Linked DNA regions of Ovis aries: region 2 is linked to region 1. A link is a contact called in public Hi-C data. All regions are on one chromosome and are shown on one strand. The core of a region is the stretch at or near the end of the contact, and the rest is flanking DNA. Distances in the headings are between cores, read along the strand shown. Region 1 overlaps PIGU (phosphatidylinositol glycan anchor biosynthesis class U). Region 2 overlaps NCOA6 (nuclear receptor coactivator 6).

Region 1 (4,492 bases), core at 336-2,835:
TGCAGTGGGTCCTTATTAGTTATCTGTTTTATATATGGTACTCTTGTGTATATGTCAGTCCTAATCTGTGTGGATGGGATTTTTGGTGGCTCAGATGGTAAAGCGCCTGCCTGCAATGCGGGAGACCTGGGTTCGATCCCTGGGTTGGGAAGATCTCCTGGAGAAGGAAATGGCAACCCACTCCAGTACTCTTGCCTGGAGAATCCCACAGACGGAGGAGCCTGGTAGGCTACAGTCCATGGGGTCACAAAGAGTCGGATACGACTGAACGACTTCACTTCAATAAAGAAGCAGTGCCAGTGGCCCAACACCACCTGATTCTCTAAAACAGGAAGGGAGCTACAGAATTTTCCTTGCACAGCAATAAACCTGGGGAGGACAGGCTTCAGAGGAAATGTCTTTATTGTTGTTTTGGGGCTGCTGAGCATCAACCGGGAAGTGAAACTGACCAGCTGCTAGAAAGAAACCTGTCTATAGGAGTGGGCCTTTGAGCAAAGGTAAACAGGTTGAGTGGGCAGGACAAGCAGGACTGCTCCTCCAGGTGGGGCAGTGACCAGTCGAGCAGATCAGAAGCAGGAAGTAGCATCTTCTGCTTGTGGCATCCTCATTGAACAGACAAGAATCACCCAGTTCACCCAGTAGAGGGGTCTCAGAGTCAGCCTGGGGCCCCTTGGCAAGTCCCAAAGGCACAGGACATGTGAACATACCCTAGTTTGTGATGGGGTGAGTCTGGGGGACGTTGGTCCTCTTTCCCCTAAGATGGAGTTGCTCTGGCTGTCTCTCCCACAGAGGGTGTCTCCCTCAGGTGAGATCTTTCATCCCCTATTGCTAAAGAGAGTCTGGAGCCAGACAGTCTTGAGTCTGAATTCTGGCTTTCCCATTACTAGCAAGTCGTTTAACCTTTCTGAGTTTCCCATTTTTTCATCTGTCAGAATATCTTTCAGGGGTGTTTGAGGTCTGAGAAAGAATAAATGTAAATAGCCCCACTGTTATTATTAGTAGTAGTAATTACACAGGGAGGTCTCCTGCATAGTTTCATGATCAAAGCTTCAGGCTTGAAAACCAGAGTCACTCAGAGTCATTGAAATAAACATATTTTTCAAAACTTGAACTATTTTATGCCCTCTGGGTGATGAGGCACAAAAAATAAGGATGGGGTTTCCGGAAACCTGGATGAGCTAATAGATGCTGTTGTTGGCTCACTGAGCAAGTTGAGCTTGTCTGAAGGGCCCGCAGACAGCGTTGTCTGCCAGGTGCAGCTCCTGAAGCAGAGAACGCTCAGACTTGGCATGTCTGTTTGGGGCAAGACAACTATGAGTCATTCTGTTTGTCCAGGGCATCTTCAGCCTGGTTGTGTGGACGTGTGAGTGGAATCCTTGTGAGGTCTTTACACCTAGGTTGAATATAATCAGCTTCTAATGTGTTTAAGAATTCGGTTTAGACATGAGTTACCAGTGTCAGCATGCCTGCTCACACATTCGCCGTTTTGTTTTCCTGTCCTGCTTAGTGGGGAGGAGAGGCATGTGGGCCCTCCCCCGAGTGCAGGTCCCAGATGCTGGGACTCTGCGGAGCTTGGGGCCAGGATGAGTCACACAGACACACAAGCGCGGTGTTAGGGAACAGCCTGCTGGCAAGGCCCGTGCCAGCCTGCAGTGGTCAAGCTCAAAGAGCCAGTTACCAAAGGGCTGGATTTTGTGTGTGTGTGTGTCCTTCATTTTTTCTTTTTTGGTATTAATTATTACATACAGATAAAGGAATATTGATTTTAAAATATGCATTTGTTACTAAAAAAATACAATAAATTTCCATGTGCCCAGCACCTAGTTTAAGAAAAGAAACAGCACCATGACCTTTGAAGTCCCTAAATACCTTCTGTGCCCCTCCCAATGGGACTGGATTCTTCCAGTGGAATTTTATTTCTCAATGCCTGAGGCTCAGAGAGGGAAAGTGACTTGCCTGAGGTTTCAGTTTGTCAGTGATGGAGCCAGAGATCTGAGGAAGTCACCCAGGGAACTTGGTGGGAAATCTGATTCTATCTGGCCCAGCGTGGCGGATGAAGGGTCACCTGGTCACCTCTGACATCTCCGACACATCGTGGTGCTGGAACAGGCCGTCCTGTGCCCCGGGTCCCTGGCTCCATCTGCTCTGGCGTATAGCTGGAATCCTCAGGCCAGTCAGCCAGCAAGAGTGAGTAGCAGCTCCACAGTCCTGCAAAGGTCACCACAGGCCAGAAGCCAGTTGGATGTGGTGACAGTTCTTCAGGGCACAGGGAAAGCATTGTCAGAGCTTTCTGTGATTGCCCCCAGGAGGTGCATGTGAACCTCTCTCAGTCTCTGCACTTGGTCACCTCCTTGTCACCCGTCCTAAAATACAGAGTGACTGGAGACATGGAGCAAAGAGCCAGCTGGACTGTCAGACCACAGGAGTTTTATTTTAGGAATACTGTGTATTCTTTTCAGCAAAATAATTACCCAGAAATCAGAAAGAACCACTGAAGGACTTCCCTAGTGATCGATTAGCTATGAATCCAGCTTCCAGTGCAAGGGAAAGAGGTTTGATTCTTGGTAGGGGAACTAGGATCCACATACCTCGGGCCTGCTGAGCCTAAGCACCTCAACTAGAGAGAAACGTATTTGCTGCAGCGAAGACCCAATGCAGAAAAAGAAAAAACAAAACAAAACCTCTGAAAGTATTAGGAGTGTTTTGTTTTGTTTTTTAAAGAAAGAACCATTGAGAAAAATATGTAAATAGTGATGAAGTGGAGGAATGGTAAATAGACATATCCTGGGCTTCCCTTCACCAGGCTCAGCTGGCAAAGAATCCGCCTGCAATGCTGGACACCTGGGTTCAATCCCTGTGTTGGGAAGATCCCTTGGAAAAGGGAAAGGCTCCCCACTCCAGTATTCTGGCCTGGAGAATTCCATGGACTGTATAGTCCATGGGATCACAAAGAGTCGGACACAACTGAGTGATCTTCACTCACTTCATCTCTTTTCTTGAGGTTGTAACTTTGTTTACTAATAACTCTCAGTGCAGACATCTTTCTCCCCAGACTCCTGTTTCTGGGAGCAAGACTGAGGCCTCTTAGAGTTCTCTAAGAGGCTTGAGTCAGGGCTTTCACCTCTCAGCTTTGAAAACCCAGAAGTGTGGAAATTTCAGATCAGAAGAGAGTACCTTGTAAGCCCTCCAAGTCAGTGTTTCCAAATCATGGGATTTCAGGGACTACTAGCATTAAAAAAAAAATCCTGGTGACAGAGTTTCCAACTTTTTATTTTACTGAAGACACTAAAACAGTCAACTACTGGCCATTTGTCTCGATTTTATGAAAGAAAGGACTTTTTAACAACAGCAGGCAGCAGCAAGACACCTGTAATTACTCAATAAAGAATGAAGCTTAAGTTGGAAACATTCAGCTCTGACAAGATCTCTGAACTACCTTGGCTGGTTATCCTCACTGTGACACTGACCAGCCAAGTCTCTGCTGCAGACCAGCACGGGCCCGTATTGGGCAGAGGTCTGCCACTGTGACCCAGTGGCTCACAGCTTTGGCTGCATATTGGAATCACCAGGGAAGCTTGTAGAAACCAATATGGATTCCTGGGCCCCACCTCTGTAGACTGATTCACGTAGCATGGGTGGTGCTCCCCAGGTGAGTTCATTTTACAACCAGAATTGAGAACCTTGGCTGTAACCCAGTCCCCTTTCCAACGCCTGAACTCCCAGAATAGCATTTCAGCCAAGTCGTTGTACAGCTGAGATAAGAGGCCTTAAGGTTCAGGAGTTTCCCTATCTCTTAAATATCTCTGAACTCTGAGTTTGGAGAAGGGATTTCCTGACGGTCAGGATCAGAGAGGGGAGGGGAACCTCTACTGACTGAGTGTCTGCTGAGAATCAGACCTAAGCTTTTATTAATCGCTCAGTTTTTTTTAAGGTATTCTAATTAATTAATTGTAAATATTTATTACTTTATTTAAAAATATAATAAAATATAAAGAAACAAAAATGGCATATAATCCTACTGTCAGATATCTCCTGTTGAATTAAAAGGAGGGAAAAATCATTTGGCACTAGGGACTGGTTTCATGGAAGACAATTTTTCCATGGATGGAGTGGGGAGGGATGGTTTGGGTTATATAATATAGACTATATATATATAATATAGAATATATAAGATATATATATAGAATATATAAGTTACATATAAATATGTTATATATACTATATATTATATATAAAATGCATTGCATTATTGTGCACTTTATTTCTATTATATCAGCTCCACCTCAGCACATCAGGCATTAGATCCCAGACCCTGGAGACCCCTGTGTTAGGCAGAATAACGCCCCCTCCTTGATCCCGGAACCTGTGACTAGATCACCTTACGTGACAGACGGCCTGCAGATGGGGAGAGTATCCTAGATTATCCACACAAGTGCCCTTAAGAGCAGAAGTAGAGGCAGGAGGGTACATGGGCAGTCTCTACGTACCACTC
Region 2 (4,415 bases), core at 617-3,116, 150 kb before region 1:
TAGGACCTAAAAGTTCCACAAAACCTCAGTAACTGAAAGGTCAACATTTTATGTTTAGGAGTGAGACACATTTTGTGCAGTTAAGATTGTAGATTATTGTGCCCCAGAAGGAGCAATAATAACAAACAGATTGTTAAGAGATAGATTGAGAAATGAGGTGAATTCCATAATTTGATAAATACGAGAATAGTGGCTTAAACAATAACCAGTTTGTTTTGATTGTCCAAAAGGATTCAGAAAAGTAAAATTAATTCACTGCAATCTATTAAACATAGGATGAACTTTTGGGAAGAGTAGAAGTCAAACAGCTATTGTTAATAACACCATATAAGTTGTTTATGTTTTATAAGCACATCAGCATGCATTTTTTAAATAAGAAACATATAAGCAGTTTCTTAAAAACCCTAAACATTTTATAGTCTATGTTACCTGTTTACCTGAATTATAAGGGCTTTGTGGTAGTGTTTTCCAGTGGAGAAAGGAAACATCAAATTTCTTCTCTTTTTTTTTTTAAACCACAAATAAGATCTTTTGTTTGTCACTATTAAAAGTCTGCATTTTAAACAGGTTCTTGGACTGTTGGCTTATATCCATTAGTTTATTCAGCTTTAGCACCTGTCTCATCCCCAGCAACTTTTCCAGAACTACTACCTTTACCATGTAGCTCCGCGAGTTTTCCTACTTCAAACTTGGGCTTCTGAAGCATTTTTACTTTTCTAACAAAGACATCATAGAGTGGAAAAATAGGTTGGCAAGCTTTTTCTCTGTCTTTTCCCGTGCTGTCTGGAATCGATTTATTGACATCCTCCTTCAAGTCATTTGTCTGCACCTCTCAGGTCATGATTTCCACCATCATCTTGTGAATCTGGCGCACCTGCTGGTGCTGGGCATAAGAAGTCTTCCAAATCTGATTGTTGCATTTTTTAGTAAAACACATGTGAGAACAGATGAAGCACATTGATATAAACATGTGCTTCAGTCATGGTCTGCCATTTTTTGACCGTTGAGCACATTTTGTCACAGGTAAGATCCATACCATGGAAATCTCAGTCAGGTTTTACCCTGAACATCCTCCGTAATTAGCTTGAATCGTCTAAAGGCAGCTTCATCATTCTGTAGATCAGCAAGATTCATTTCAAAAACACAACCTTTGAGGCCATCAGATGTGATTTTGTTTCCTTGAGTTCTTGTGGTCAGTGCTTTCCTACTATTCCTTGTATTGAACATAGCTGGTGCTTTCACATCATACCAGTCTTCCTTAGAAAATGGGTCAACCACTATCTTCTTGGCTCCCTTTCTGCCTCCTTTTGTAAGACGCTTATTCTTGCCAACCGTCTTGGTGACGTTCAGAAAGCCAAAAGGGCAGACACATAGCTTGCTCGAGAACTTCGGTGAGCAGGGCAGAATGCGCTGTCTGTATGACCCCAAGTTTCTTCTCTTAATCATCCCTACTTCCTACAAATCTTCAAAAGAGTAAGATTCCTGTTTATTCCTATAGCCATAAATTAAAATGCAAATACCAGCATGGAAGCAAAATAGATCACATATATTATAAGAAATTATGAAATTTACATGTGGCAGTGATTATCATACTACAGAAAAGAGTTTTGTTTTTTTTTTTAACTTTTAGAGTACATCTAAAAGGGTGTACTAAAATGGGTGATCTCCTTTTCTCTTTCCGCATTCACTGGGAATTCAGGCAGGAGTGAAAGTGGTGGCAGCAGCTGTTGCTTTTGTGAAACTGATGATGGGCTGATGCCTTTTAGGTTTAAAGAGGAGGTCTTGTCACTATTGTGGTGTCTGCTGCAGGGCTGGAGGAACAGGTTGTCCTACACCCAAGGACACACAGTCTTTTCTCCATTGAAGAACACTCCCTGTACCCTTCTTTTGAGTTTTGGCCAGGGAGTTGAGGAGACATCTCTTTTGAGGACATTTTGTGACTCCCCTGTAAATTCATTCTGATTTAAAGTAGGAGTCTGTAAAGGGTCAAAGAGTAAAAATTTTTGGCTCTGTGGGCCAGAAGATCTCTGTCAAGACAACTCAGCTCTGCTGCTATAGTGCAAAAAACAGTCAAAGCAATATGTAAATGAGTGAATGTGGCTGTGTTCCAGTAACACTTATTTATCTGAACAGGCAACAGGCTTGATTTGGCCCATGGGTCATAGTCTGCCAACCCCAGTCAGCACGTTGGAGAGCCAGTAGTGTTCTCTTCTATGTGTGTTTCCTTGACAACAACTAACTTATGTGCAGCTTGTAAATAGGATAATAACAGTAGTATAGTGTGGAAATTGGGTTTATTCATACATTATTTTTTTTTGCCTGGGCAAAGGCAGTTAGAAAGTAGGATTAGAAGGTTAATTGTCCATAAACCTTTTGATCTGTTGCTACATGGCTGGGAGCCCTTTCAGCTTTTTTTCAGCAAATTGAGAATGAGAAGTTACACTCAGGTACCTTCCCCAGAAGTACACCCTCAGCATTGCATGGCTCTCAGCTTGTGAACTTTACTTCCTCCCATGCCCACCTGGAGGGCAGCCCCACTAGCTCAAAGCTCCACTGCATCTGTGTTCCCTCCCAGCTTTGACCAGGCATTTCCACTCTAGTGTTCAGGTGTGTTGCCTACACCAATTTTTGTTTTCATTAGAGCTCTAGTTACAAAGCCGCATGGGTTTTGAGTTTGCCTCAACAGTATTTCTCCCATGAAACCTATTATTTTCAGTGTGAGATTTTTATGGACCGTGAGGTTTTCCTGGAATGCAATTGCCATATGGAAAAATGTCTATGATTCTTTGTAAGGTTATGATAAGATGACTTTTCATCATATAGTCCGTAAATAGCTAATGGAGTGCCTGTTATGTACACCAGGCACTGTTCAGTGTTTACAGGATATAATTAAGGTGGCCATAAAATTTATCATTTAAATTAGGAATTGAAAATAAATGGAGTTACTATGAATAACTATTAATAACTATCCTGGGAGAACAGATAAAAGAGTGTGTGTACGTGCTCAGTCATGTCTGACTTTTTGTGACCCCATGGACTGTAGGCTCCTCTGTCCATGGGATTTTCCAGGCAAGAATACTAGAGCGGGTTGCCGTTTCCTATTCCAGAGGATCTTCCTGACCAAGGGATTGGTGTCTCTTGCATTCCTGCATCAGCAGCCAGATTCGTTACCACTAGTGCTACTTCAGAAGCCCATAAAGGGGAGGCAGACAAGAAAATAAGTGAATGAGTAACTACATGGGATGTGCTCTGAAGAAGTAACAAGATGTTTTGATAAGGGTGACCTGACATTGGAAAAAATGATTGGAGAAGACTTTAGGGGCTTGTGACACTTAATCTTACACTGAAAATTGAGAAGACGGTTTATGTGAGGAGTGCCGGAGAATTGCTCTAGGCAGAGAGAACAACTTGTACAAAGGCCTTAAGGTGAAAAGTGGGTTTGTGTGCCTACGAAAGTAAAAAAGGCCACTGAGCCTGAGTCCTTGTTATTGAAGGAGAAACTAGTTTGAATTGAGATTAGAGAGACTGGCAAGGACCACATCTGAGCTGTTAGTAACAGCCACAAGCCACTTTTATGATCTGTTGTCCATTTCAAAAACAAAAGCTCTTCCACCTAGAACGTCTTCGCAAATTTAGTATGTTAATAGTTCTTTCCCTTTGGTGGAAACCCTCAAGATCTGTATTCTTTTTCTCTTTTATTCTTAACTCCCATAGGCAATTTAGAACATTGTATAGCCCCTGGTGATTGGTCACTTATTGTTAAGATATTTGTTCCCTATTACCAAGCTATCTGGTACAATAGTTACAATAGTTAATATTTTATCTATTTATCTAGCTGACCTATATCGTGACAAGACAGGAAACTGCTGTGCCTTCATTGGCTTCATTCTTTGTCATCTTGCCCTAAAACAGTAAGGAGCATGGTGAATGCAGCCTTTCAAATCCTCAACCACAGGCTAGCTATACTTTTTTCTGTCCGCAAGGTGGTGCTGTCTACCAGAGTAAGAATAGTCAAAATTTGGGCTTAAGCTCAGGAAGCATCCCAAAACTTGTTTCAGAGATCTTTTTATTAAGTGAGGTTTAAATTGCCCCTTTAGTAGTCAACTCCAGCAGGAAAGGAAAAACATGTGATCTTAAAGAAGCACAGAGGGCTTATAGGGAGTTTGCTCCTTAAAGTAAATAGTGGTTATGTGAGGTTTGCGTTGTAATTATCCTTTGAATTGAATTTGTTTCATACATTCTTCTAGGTATATAATATTTACTAAAAAATGAATTTCATCATGTCATTCTAATTTTAAAAAAATAAAATAAATTGCCTCTAACTTTAGTGTCTACTCAATTGGAACACTTGTAGTGACATTACCTACCAGGCTATTGTGAGGTTCAAATAAGATACAGTTTCTTAAGCATTAAAA

Evidence for each region. Hi-C and Micro-C count contacts between places; a contact is called where the count stands out from the background.
Region 2: a Hi-C map of hypothalamus shows a contact between it and region 1, with 4 times the contacts expected there. The contact joins two enhancer-like sites. A contact is called at or near these places in 3 of 16 Hi-C or Micro-C datasets (hypothalamus and tail adipose tissue).

Annotation. Positions count from the first base shown.
Region 1 is chr13:63,938,039-63,942,530 of ARS-UI_Ramb_v3.0, reverse strand. All of the region lies in intron 10 of PIGU (phosphatidylinositol glycan anchor biosynthesis class U), which reads left to right. Among named protein-coding and RNA genes, the nearest start is that of MAP1LC3A, 22 kb to the right of the region's middle. Within about 2 kb of position 1,585, at least 19 of the 54 cell types and tissues checked have an H3K27ac peak or open chromatin away from gene starts, as enhancers often do. A contact at or near this core is called in hypothalamus, where this site is marked.
Region 2 is chr13:64,092,827-64,097,241 of ARS-UI_Ramb_v3.0, reverse strand. All of the region lies in intron 4 of NCOA6 (nuclear receptor coactivator 6), which reads left to right. It also overlaps the pseudogene LOC121816274. Among named protein-coding and RNA genes, the nearest start is that of NCOA6, 47 kb to the left of the region's middle. Within about 2 kb of position 1,866, at least 8 of the 54 cell types and tissues checked have an H3K27ac peak or open chromatin away from gene starts, as enhancers often do. A contact at or near this core is called in hypothalamus, where this site is marked.